2 separate regions of the Bicyclus anynana genome follow, and region 1 is linked to region 2. The links are chromatin contacts, called in public Hi-C maps. All regions are on one chromosome and are shown on one strand. Each heading gives the region's core, a stretch centred on a gene start, on an enhancer-like site or on the middle of the called end of the contact. The rest is flanking DNA. Distances are from core to core; before and after follow the strand shown. Region 1 holds the start of LOC112048924 (probable G-protein coupled receptor No18). Region 2 has its middle 45 kb from the start of Trnar-ucg.

Evidence for each region. A called contact is a pair of places that touch in the nucleus more often than the background predicts.
Region 1: a contact with region 2 is called in a Hi-C map of whole body, with 1.6 times the contacts expected there. The contact joins the promoter of LOC112048924 here to the enhancer-like site in region 2. A contact is called at or near these places in 2 of 2 Hi-C or Micro-C datasets (whole body and whole larva).

What each region holds. Positions count from the first base shown.
Region 1 is chr8:14,949,128-14,954,832 of ilBicAnyn1.1, forward strand. LOC112048924 (probable G-protein coupled receptor No18) reads right to left here and starts at 3,507. Exons shown (of 2, transcript XM_024086631.2): 1 at 3,172-3,507. The coding sequence starts at 3,350.
Region 2 is chr8:14,894,542-14,900,276 of ilBicAnyn1.1, forward strand. No RefSeq gene overlaps it. Among protein-coding and RNA genes, the nearest start is that of Trnar-ucg, 45 kb to the left of the region's middle. Within about 2 kb of position 3,525, at least 7 of the 8 cell types and tissues checked have open chromatin away from gene starts, as enhancers often do.

The DNA of each region.
Region 1 (5,705 bases), core at 2,257-4,756, 55 kb after region 2:
TAGAAGAAATACGTATTATGGATATAGAAGAAAAAATGTAAGAAAGTATAATGCGGTGTAATTTTTTACATCCGTTAGTACCGTGACCATGATAATATCGATCAAGAATCGTCTTTTTATGTAGAATACATTATCTTTATTATACAAACGTCATAAAAAGTTAATAAATTCCGTATTGACAGGAACATCATATTTTTTTGTAGAAATTGTGGCAATACTTTGCTGGAATTAGCAATCAAAAATTTGAATACTCTAATATTAGTATTATTATCAAATACAAACAGTTAGTTTAAAGTACTGAATTGTACTTTTATGTCTTTTAAATTCAGTCAATGGGTAGCGGATGGACAAACTCTAAAATCGCCTACCCACGACTATCAGGCATTCTCAATTGACGTGGAACTATTTAGGGCCAGGAAACAGTGATTCATTCACGATAAATGCTCAACGGAGTATGATACAATTGCAAATAGAGATGTACAAACAAACAAACATTTAATTAACGGTTCAAATCACCGTGACATAGAAAGTAAAGAACTGAGGAGCGTTATTACACATATTCGTTATGTGATAACAATATTATGTCACCAGGGCCAGCGTACTGTAATTGCATTGGGACAGACCTACATTGTGTGCTCTATTTTGTCCACAGTATCAATGTTCGTCCCAACATTCTTTCCAAGTGTTTGCATTAAGTGTTCTATATTAACAAAGGGCAAAGGCCTCACTTCATCGAAGTTATTTTCCACAATGATAGGCGCCTGTTCAAGTTCGTTTATTACGTCGTGCCTGATTAATTATAGTATGTATTATGATATTTCCAATTCCGTTTATGTACATAATATTATATTTCTTACTTTTACCATTACTCAGTCGCTTAGTGCAAGTATGTTTACACTTAATCTGCATAATGTTCACAGGTAATGTACCGTTGACATGAACACGCAAGTGATATCGTTACAAAACTGGTGTTAATGTTGTTTGGTTCGTGTTTAATTGTATTATACTCACGATTTTATACTATTATAGACACTCGTATGTACGTGCCTACAAAATCATCGCAAAAAGAGCCGAATTTAACTTTTACTGCACAATTTTGTTGCAAAAACGTTGTGCGACTAAATGAAATTAATCCATCATTATCCATCTTTGTTCGCAGTTCGCAACAGTATAAAATCTTTGACTATACCTACTCGTAGTTGGATTAGGTTGGAACAAACCGCTCTACACCGTCTGTTTCTCGGGAAACGGTGTGATTTATCTATCTACGAGTAACTAATTGAGTCTAGCGTATTTTATTTTACTACTTCTTATTGAGCAGCGTCGGTCGCCAGTTATCTGGGACATCGCTCGCTTCTCCTCTGATCTTTCGAATACATTTCACCGCAACTATAAATTGCAATTGCAAAACGTTAAGTGGGCAACCTTAGCGGAATATTTGCCAGGTTTTTTCAGTCGCAGATGTTTTAAATTATATAATTTATTTCGATCAATTTAAAACGTTTGATGTCGCAGACTGGGCTAACAGAAATGTGTCGATTAAAGCACTTTGTTTAAATTGGAATGACTTTTGTTTTAACGTTTTCGTACTTTATAATGAATACGACTGAATATAACAATATTAGTAATATAGACAACGTTATTTAAATAGTTACTTGAATTTTATCTTACAATCTACTAGATTTATATTTTGAAACATGAGTTCATGTTCCGAGTTATTTTACAATTTAGATTCTTACCAAACTAAGCAAACGATGTCACGCTATTCTTATTTTAATATTTTTCTTTGTTTTTATTATTTAAGTTTAACGTTACTTCTGATTTATTGTAGTACGTAACTTTGTTAAACAATAAGAGTTTTAAGAATTTCAATTAGCTTATACGTACCTACTTTGAAATTATCAAGTTTAATTATATGTATTTAGGTTTTACGTATATGTCTTCAACACATTATTTATTTTTATTATAGCAATGAAACATATTGTACGTTTTTGTTTTCATTATCAAGAGCCGTTATGAGTAAAGTTGCCCAACAGTTACATTGGCTGTAAGGTTTTTTAATATCTTTGAATTGAAAACGGACGATGAGGCTTTGACCTTCTCTTAGTATGACGAAACGAATTGCTCTTAGCAATTTTTTTACCTTATGACTCGGTCGTGGAGTTAAAATTTGTAAACATAGATCATGGATTACAAAAGTCTGTAAAACAAACATGTAAAGAGCAGGTAGACGGACGGACCGACACTAATAGTCTAATAATAATATGGCGTTTGGCGAGAGCCCAATAGTATGATCGCTTGACAAAAAAAGGAAGTCAATAAGGGTTTCCAAAACTTCAATGTTTGGGTTTGAATGACTTTAGATTTTATATTTTAGTTATTTTCAGTGTCAACCCTGCTTTCATAACATAAATCAACATTTGTTACGCGGTTAAAACGAATTTTATTACTTATGCTTGTACAACATTCGCATGCTGTCCATAAGTTTTTATGAATTCCGCGTTTTCGATAGACGGCTCTCTCTTGTCTCATTTCGAAGTGTTGCGATGGACTTAATTAATTTATATTAGGCGTAATGAACGTAAAGAATTTGAAGGATGCGATAATTTTCAACGTCTGCATTACAAATGCTTTATTATGACTTGTCTGCCTTGATATCCGACTGTATTTCCACAACATCCTGTTCACTCTAATTTGACTCTGTTTCCAAATTGAGGAAACAGAATGCCGGAATAAAAGGTTTTACCAAACATTCTAAAATTAATTAGCTGAAATAATTATAACGATGTTTAATGTATTTATTATTTTCCTGTCTCTTTAATATATTTAATATGGTAGTTATAGTAATGTTGCTAAGTACATATAGCACAAATACTGAAACACAAATTTTATTATTTGATCACACTTTTAATGAATCTTATTCCTTTTCTTCTCCAATTCTTCTCATTATATTGATAGTAATGTCTGGTTTCATTAACTTAAAGTACTTATTTTTAAGTTTTTCATAAATAGTGAAACGCATATTATTGTTTCAATATTTAGGGGTTTATTTCAGTTATTAATTTCATCATTAAGTTATTCAATTAGTATCTAAATGGTGGTTGATATTCTCAAATATTAAAAAAGTGTTTCAATATTTAGGGGTCGACAATTTAGGTCTTTGCAACTTACCTATTGGATATAGTTCTCAGCCCAGGTCGTCGACAGAACACCAAGAGTGCCAACGAATTGGCCGCCGTCGAGACAAGAAACAGGGCGAGGAGTATCACCTCCTCCACAAGCCGGTCTTTCGCATCCATCTCCTCTGACATCAACGCTCGTCCAGGAGACATGAAAGCCGACGATTCCATACAAAAGTCATCACTAAACACTATAGCACTTTGCACGCAATCTAACACTTAGTTCGCTCGCAACTGCAGTAAAGTTGCGTGAAGTTTTGTTTGAGAACACGCTGGTCGTAGCGGCCGCGTCTTTCTCGTTCCGCTGTCAGTTGACAACTGACTGGCGAGCGGTTCGAGTCCGCTTGAAACGCGTGGCATCCCCTCTCCGAGCGGCTACAAGTTGCTATACGAATATCCCATAGCCATAATTCTATGTACATAACACACGAAGCTTTGTCATTCAGAAAACCGTCAGCCGTTACGATTTTAAACTTGGAATTGGAACACGGTGATGCTCGTGTAAGTTTTCTAGAAATTCTAGAAATTGGTATTGAAATGTAAATTAACATTATTAACGTTTATGTTTTGAAAAACAAATAAATAAATGTTATAAAGGTTTGTCATCTGTGCATTCATAAATTAAGTAGGTACCTACTTAACTTTTAATTTTGCTGAAGATCTTGTTTAACGTCTTAGTGTATATAAACTTTAAGTACCTATGCAATAAGTACCCTTCAACTTTTGTTCTTATCTATGAATTAAATATTATGCAATTGGGTATTTGAACTTAATAGCTAATTTCCTTTTTCCCGTGACTTCATCTTTGATATTGATTGAAGCTCTAAATAAATCATTCACGTCTTGACTGATCTAAAACTGTAAAGGTGTACAACCCTCATCAAAATTCCATTCAATAATTTAATTAATTCAATTCAACTAATCAAAGGGCTAAAATTACCAGAAGGTATTGTATACTTAGATATAAATTCATTTATATTTATGATGACTTTTAGGAAAGCTAACGAACAATATGTAGATATGTAAGACCCTGTCCTAAGAGATAATTTGTGTGTATTTATATTTAAACAGTAATTTCGTATTAAACGGTAATAAAACTTTTCGCTAAATACGAATATAGTAGTTTCACCAGTTAGTACACCAGGAAAAGATCGTTTAAACTAAATTCCATAGAAACTTTTTGCGTTAGGTTTTTTATGAAATACTAATGAGGAAAATTATATCGGTTACATACTCGAGTTACAGTTTTGACAAAAACAGATAAACACTAAACAGATCCACACATGTGAAGCTATTACGTAGATACTGTGGGATAACTTTTTTAAACTGAGTGTAGATCAGCCCTACATACTTTGTTAGTGGCATTTTAATTTTGGCATCTTTTAAACACAAAGTTCAAATTCGAGTAAGAGCGAAAGGTTCGTCGATGATTGTAAAATAGTGGAATCGCACCCCAGCTTACATACAGAATTTATAATTATTTAATCAATAAAAATAGCATTCAAGTCTGACATTAGACAAGTGACACAAAATATATAGCTTTCTCTAAAGACTCATTACGAACCTACGAACCTGAATAATTTATTGTAGAAGAAAGGCAAAAAAGAAACGCATTGTTTGCCGAACACCCCCCATCAGGTGAATCGACGACATCAAGCGAGTCACACAAAGCCGCTGGATGCTGTGGTTGTTTCGAAACCATTACAAGAGACTGATAATGATGATGGTGATGATGATGATGATGATGATTAAGGAAAGATTTTTTCATTTTGCAGTACGTACCTATAATGATGGAATAAAATCTTTTAAAGACTCTTCCTTAAAGGGACATTACGATCTTTAGCTCTAGTAATCGACACTGCAGCATAAGTTTAAGCAAAATGTCTAAATTAAATTTAATTAGTCGAGGTAACTTTACATCAATAATATAATTGACGAATTCTTTAATGTTAAAGATGCATAGATTGGATCACCTACACTGGAAGTTAAAAAGTAAAAGAAATTGTAATGATTTTAACAAGTGTAAATTATAAAATACATGATTTTTTAAAAGAGCCGCTGTTGAGCTCAGAATACAGAATTGAATTTATTTCCAGCTTTTAGAAGAACCTGCCTTTCGAACCAATCTTTACAAATAGTCAAACATGACGTTTCAAAAATGCAAAATGAAGCCAGCTTGCAGCAGCAGCAATGATTTTTGATTCTTTGGTATTGCGGTGCATATATCAAATAAATAATCAGAAAAAATGTCATACGTAAGCTGGACTTACAATTTGTTACTCGAAACATGAGCATGCTAATAGATATATCTAAAACGATCTATTTCAGTATTTACGTTGGCACTCCACGGGTAATGTAATTTCTGTCGTCATAAAGTAAACGACCCGTACGCTGATCATTTCTGGGTTAAAGCCAACAACCCTAAACCACTTTACTAAACTTTTGATCGCGCATTTGAGAATTAAAAGATTTTAAAAGAAAACCCATCGAATAAAGCAGAAAGAAAATTAGTGACAATTTTTTGTT
Region 2 (5,735 bases), core at 2,275-4,774:
CTTTAATCTGATTTCACTTAATTTCTATTTAATAAGCGTCCATTTATCAACTCCTAACCTCGTTTCACCAGTAAGGGGGCCGATGAGTTATTATTTTGGAGTTAGTGACGCATTTCAAAGATTTAAGACATTTGACCCCCGCAGTCGCATTTAAATCGAAATTAGGGTTGCCCTAATAACTTTAATATACTAACTACCTAAGAACTAACTAAGCTCATTGATTCTACGAGTGTAATTCTAAAATTGATCATTCAACCCCCTTTAGTGCAAAACTACTGAACCTAAATTAAAAAAAAAATACTGATAATAGCTTTCTGTGTGCCTAGTGGGACTTTTCATACTGTTACTATCGCGTTGACGTAAACTCGAATTCATATGGAATTGAAACAGTTGTGCAGTAGTGCCACTAGATGGCGCTGTTTTAGTTCCTTAGAAATTCGCGTTTACGTCAACGCTATAGTAACAGTATCAAACTGCCACTAGGCCTTCTGGTTATAGATTACAGGAACACCTACAAATAGTCCATGTTCTCGAAATTACGTGCTAAATCACTCAATATGCATACCAACTTACATTTTCAGTTGAAATGTACCTTATGTATCCGACCATTGATCCAGCAATCAAGTGAAAGTTTCTTAATGTGTATTACCTACACTTACACAGCATTTTTGCCGGCGAAGACCAGCAGACTAACTCACTATCTTTGACGTATGCTAATTGACCTAAACAAAATTGAGATTCTATTTAACAAATGCCATCCGGTGCTTACTAGTGGTTATCATACAGTATGTATGTCATGATGACATTTTGTCGATTAATTTGACTTATTCACTATTTTGGTCTTTAGACATTTTGCAGGTATCCGATATCTGACGTCATCCAGACGTAGGTTTTTTAACTCACGATCTTGGGGGCGGAGTCTTGAAGCACACGCCCTTCTGTATTTTACACTTAATTAATATATTTTTTAATTCATAATTGGAGTCATAAGATATGAGAGTAAATAAATAAGCTGTTACTGCATAAAGGTGGCAACCTTACTCAAGATTTATCTTGTAAACTTGTTTTGATAACGTCATCACTGCGTCACTTCTAATGATTTATTCGTTGTTTTCATCAAGGACGTGTTACATGTGGTGAACAAAGTAGTGTAGCGAAGAAACTGCACTTTTGGAAAGCTCAATATTAGCTCCTGCTAATTCTAACAGCCTAGTACTTATTGCTTTGTTGATCAAGTGGTTAAATGTGTCGTCGTATCGCGAGGTTCCGGGTTCGAGTTCTGTTGGGCTATAACCGAGATTTAAACTGAGATATATATACTGAGATTTTTTTTAATTTTTTAGTAAATATTTTTAGCCTGGATTCAGTAAGTTGGTGGTGTTACATCCTGGTGCTTTAGAGAGCAGCGCTTCCCGTCATTTTAATTATTAACATCTGCCAGTGATCGTTACAGAGTCAAATGTTGTCACCCTACCCGCCTCTAGTATATTTCATTATTATTGAGAAGCCCCAAAGATTTTATACTATTAGACACGTCACGCGCGTCGAAATTGAAGCGAACAAAGGCTGTCTTATTTTCATTTAGTTGTATAGTAAACAACGAAAGTTATTTAAACAAATAATAACTATATTGTGTACAGTGTCGAGTTGTCTTCAGTCCCTGCATTCTGTAAAGTTACAGCACTGTGACATCGTTGGTTTCCATGGAAGCTTCGTTGTTATGGTCGTTTTATTTTTGGCACCCCATAGAAATAAAGTTCAAATTCTAATAAACCTTATTATAGGCAAATCGACGAGTATAAAATAGCGGAAGTGTAAAAACTATGTATAAAGAGCCGTGATAGCCCAGTGGATATGACCTCTGCCTCCGATTCCGGAGGGCGTGGGTTCGAATCCGGTCCGGGGCATGCACGTCAAACTTTTCAGTTGTGTGCATTTAAAGAAATTAAATATCACGGAGATTTTTCTTAATTATCTGCGTGTGTGAAGTCTGCCAATCCGCATTGGGCCAGCATGGTGGCCTAATGGCCCTCTCATTCTGAGAGGAGACTTGAGCTCAGCAATGAGCCGAATATGGGTTGAAAATGATGATGATGATTAAAAACTATTTATACATAAACATAATATAATGTAAGTAAACTCAAAATTATGCGCTGTGTGGAGTAACTAAATTCGGATCACTTTTTGCGTTTATTGTTTTACGTAACATATCTAAAAGTATAAAATCTCGTTGAGAAGCCCCAATCACCAATCCACTCTTTGTACCAAAATTAATCAATTTAGTAAGTATAATAAAAATATAGCAAGTACAGAGAAACAGTAAAAGTGTGATTGACCAAGCCGGGTCAGGCGGTCATTGTCTCTCACATCTAGAACCGGCAAACACTCGTCTACCTCCTCAAATTACTTGCAACGAATCTGACACCTGCTATAAACACAACTGTGATTTCGATGGCAAAGAGCCTTTGCACGCTACGACAAACATACTGCGTTTTGTCGTTCGTTTTCAGTAATTTAACCGACTTCCAAAAAGGAGGAGGTTCTACGTTCGGCTGTATGTATGTTTTTTTTTATGTATGTCCAGCGATAATTACGTCATTTATAAACCGATCTTGAAAATTCTTTTTATTGTTTCCAATCATTTTTATACTAATTTATTATTAGTTCACGGAACAATCAATATAAAATAACTTTTGGAAAATTATCGCACCAGAGATTAGTTCTTATGTTATTCATGGTTTTAGTTGACAGTTATGTTATGTGAAGATAATCCTACCTAATGGTTCCAAGAAATTTTCAACATTTCGTTTGACATTCAAGTTATCAAGATTTTATTGTTCATCCACGTGGAATTCAGTTTTTAAAAAATCATGCAGGAACCATGAATTTTTCCGGGATGAAAGGCCATTCCTAATTTAAAAAGTAACAAACATCCATACAAACTTTCGCATTTATAATACGAGTATTAGTAGTTTAGTACCTATTTACCTAGCAATTTAAGGCATAAGTCTTAACCTCATGTGCCTGAATTTCTCTTTTATTAGACAAAAGATCGAAAAAGATTTTCTTGTCAAAGTATAGATTAATAAAACAAAGACTTTTTAAACTGCAACTGCCCGTTCTATTTTATATTAGTCGTGAGTTACACTTATAGCCTCAATTGCTCAACGTTAAAGGGTCCGGACTATACCCGATACCTGCTGGCTGGACTATTGTCGTAGTTACTATTTTTAACATACTATTTCCCAATTAATTAGAGAGAAATGGAAATATTGATCATAATAAAAAAAAAGCAAATATTGTTTAAAAAAAAATTATCTACGCGATAAAACGTCGTCGCATGCAAAGACTGTTAATCCGATATCACTTCATATAAAAAAATATAACACCCACTATTTGTGACAAATCCGGATTAGCTTTACGCTAAAACGATCTCTATTACCAAAGTGATTAGGGTAAAAATGAAAAGTAAGCTAGATGCACGAATGTCTTACTTGAATATGGAAGGATATTGCATGCACTTGGCGCCAAGGTAACGTGCAGGTAGGCCTGCCGCGCTCTGCTAAATCATAATAATGATCAAAGAATAACATTCTTATTAATTAAATAAAATAGATACGACATTTATGAGATGTACATTTACCACTACTTGTCATTTTTACAGTTAATAGGTGACTTTATACTTTAAACTTTGCGAATTGTGCAATAAGCGATTAAAACTTAAATAAAACATGTGCAATATCGCTATGAAATATTTGCTGCGTATAACTAATATATTTATAATATGTGATTTGGAAATTTTCTGCTTTTTCTATTAAATCTATTTCCGCAGTTCTATTCGTATAACCTCCTCGTCTTCCCGAGATTCCATAAACGAAAAGCTATTTGCTGCTAGGGTCATAACCAGACACCGCTTAGCCAAGCAGCAAATGAATACTGGCAAGCTATTTAGCGTCCCAATAAGATGTCACTTAAAACCAGTCAGGAGCATGGTTTTATTTAACTCTTTGTCTTCCAAGATACCTACTATGCACCTAAAATCTAATTAAATCGTAAACAAGCATCAAATTTGTTAAATAAAAAAGTAACACAACAGTAAAAGTCTCATTCCAGACCCGCCAATACCAATTGCACGTTTATGTACCACCAAATTGGTAGCGATGCCCGTTCTGCAACTTAAATTAATCTCTGACCAACGCCACGCCCACTTGTGACTCACGGAGTCACTGACCCCGTCTGTATTTACGAATTTTCCAAATGACCCACTCGGAAAGATTTCGCGTCCACTAATTGAATAGGTATCCCATCTATTGTGTAGAAGCAAACGTCAGTTGACTGGACAATGTGCAATGAGAATTAAAAATGATCGTATTCTTCATAATATTCTTACTGAATAAACTGGCTTTAACTTTGCAATTGAACATTGTCAAATCATCATCTTCGAAGGTTGATGTCAGATTAAATATACGTGTACCTTGTTGAGATATATTTGCAATAGGTATATCTGTTTCATAACCGCAAACCGCACGGCAAAAAGAAATATATTTTCTTATTTATTTTATGTTTCACCCGCGTGGTTCCTGTTCTCGTAGGAATACGGGGATAAAATATAGCCTGATTGCCTGATTCATTAAAATCGGTTCATTAGGCGTTCGGTGGAAAATATACGCATACGTACCTACAATTCATACATACAAATTTACATAGACTGCCAAAATCATTACCCTTCATTTGGCTTCGCCGTAGTCGGGTAAAAAAGTAGTTAGGAAAATGATGGTGTGTGGCAAGTGTTAGTGTTAGTGTTAGTCAACTGTGGCAAGTGTTAGTGTTAGTCAACTATGGCAAGTGTTAGTGTTAGTGTTAGTCAACTGCGGCAAGTGTTAGTGTTAGTGTTAGTCAACTGTGGCAAGTGTTAGTGTTAGTGTTAGTCATTGTGGCAAGTGTTAGTGTTAGTCAACTATGGCAAGTGTTAGTGTTAGTCAACTATGGCAAGTGTTAGTGTTAGTGTTAGTCAACTGCGGCAAGTGTTAGTGTTAGTGTTAGTCAACTGTGGCAAGTGTTAGTGTTAGTGTTAGTCAACTGTGGCAAGTGTTAGTGGTAGTGTTAGTCAACTGTGGCAAGTGTTAGTGTTAGTCAACTATGGCAAGTGTTAGTGTTAGTGTTAGTCAACTGCGGCAAGTGTTAGTGTTAGTGTTAGTCAACTGTGGCAAGTGTTAGTGTTAGTGTTAGTCATTGTGGCAAGTGTTAGTGTTAGTCAACTATGGCAAGTGTTAGTGTTAGTCAACTATGGCAAGTGTTAGTGTTAGTCAACTGTAGCAAGTGTTTGTGTTAGTCAACTGTGGAAACGGATCTTGGACCTCACTCAGTTTTTCAACTGAGTGAGGTCCAAGATCCGAGTCCTAACTCCTAAGTCAGTCGAAGTTACATGTTTATCGTAAACTGGGTACATTTCCGATTTCTCACATTAACTTAGTAGTTATAAACACAGATAACCTTGTTATTAATTAACTGTACAATTTACTGAGTCGTCGGCGATATTTAGTTCACGCTAATTAATAGCTAGACTTGTCTTTAAGATTATAGTTAACACTTTAAACTTTAACATCACGTGTCTGAAATTCTATATACACAACGTAATCGTAAATTAAAATCCCCACAGCGCTAAGTTTGTGTCTGTTTGGTGTACGGGCTAATCTCAGAAACTTCTGTACTCGTCTTAATACAATTTTCACATA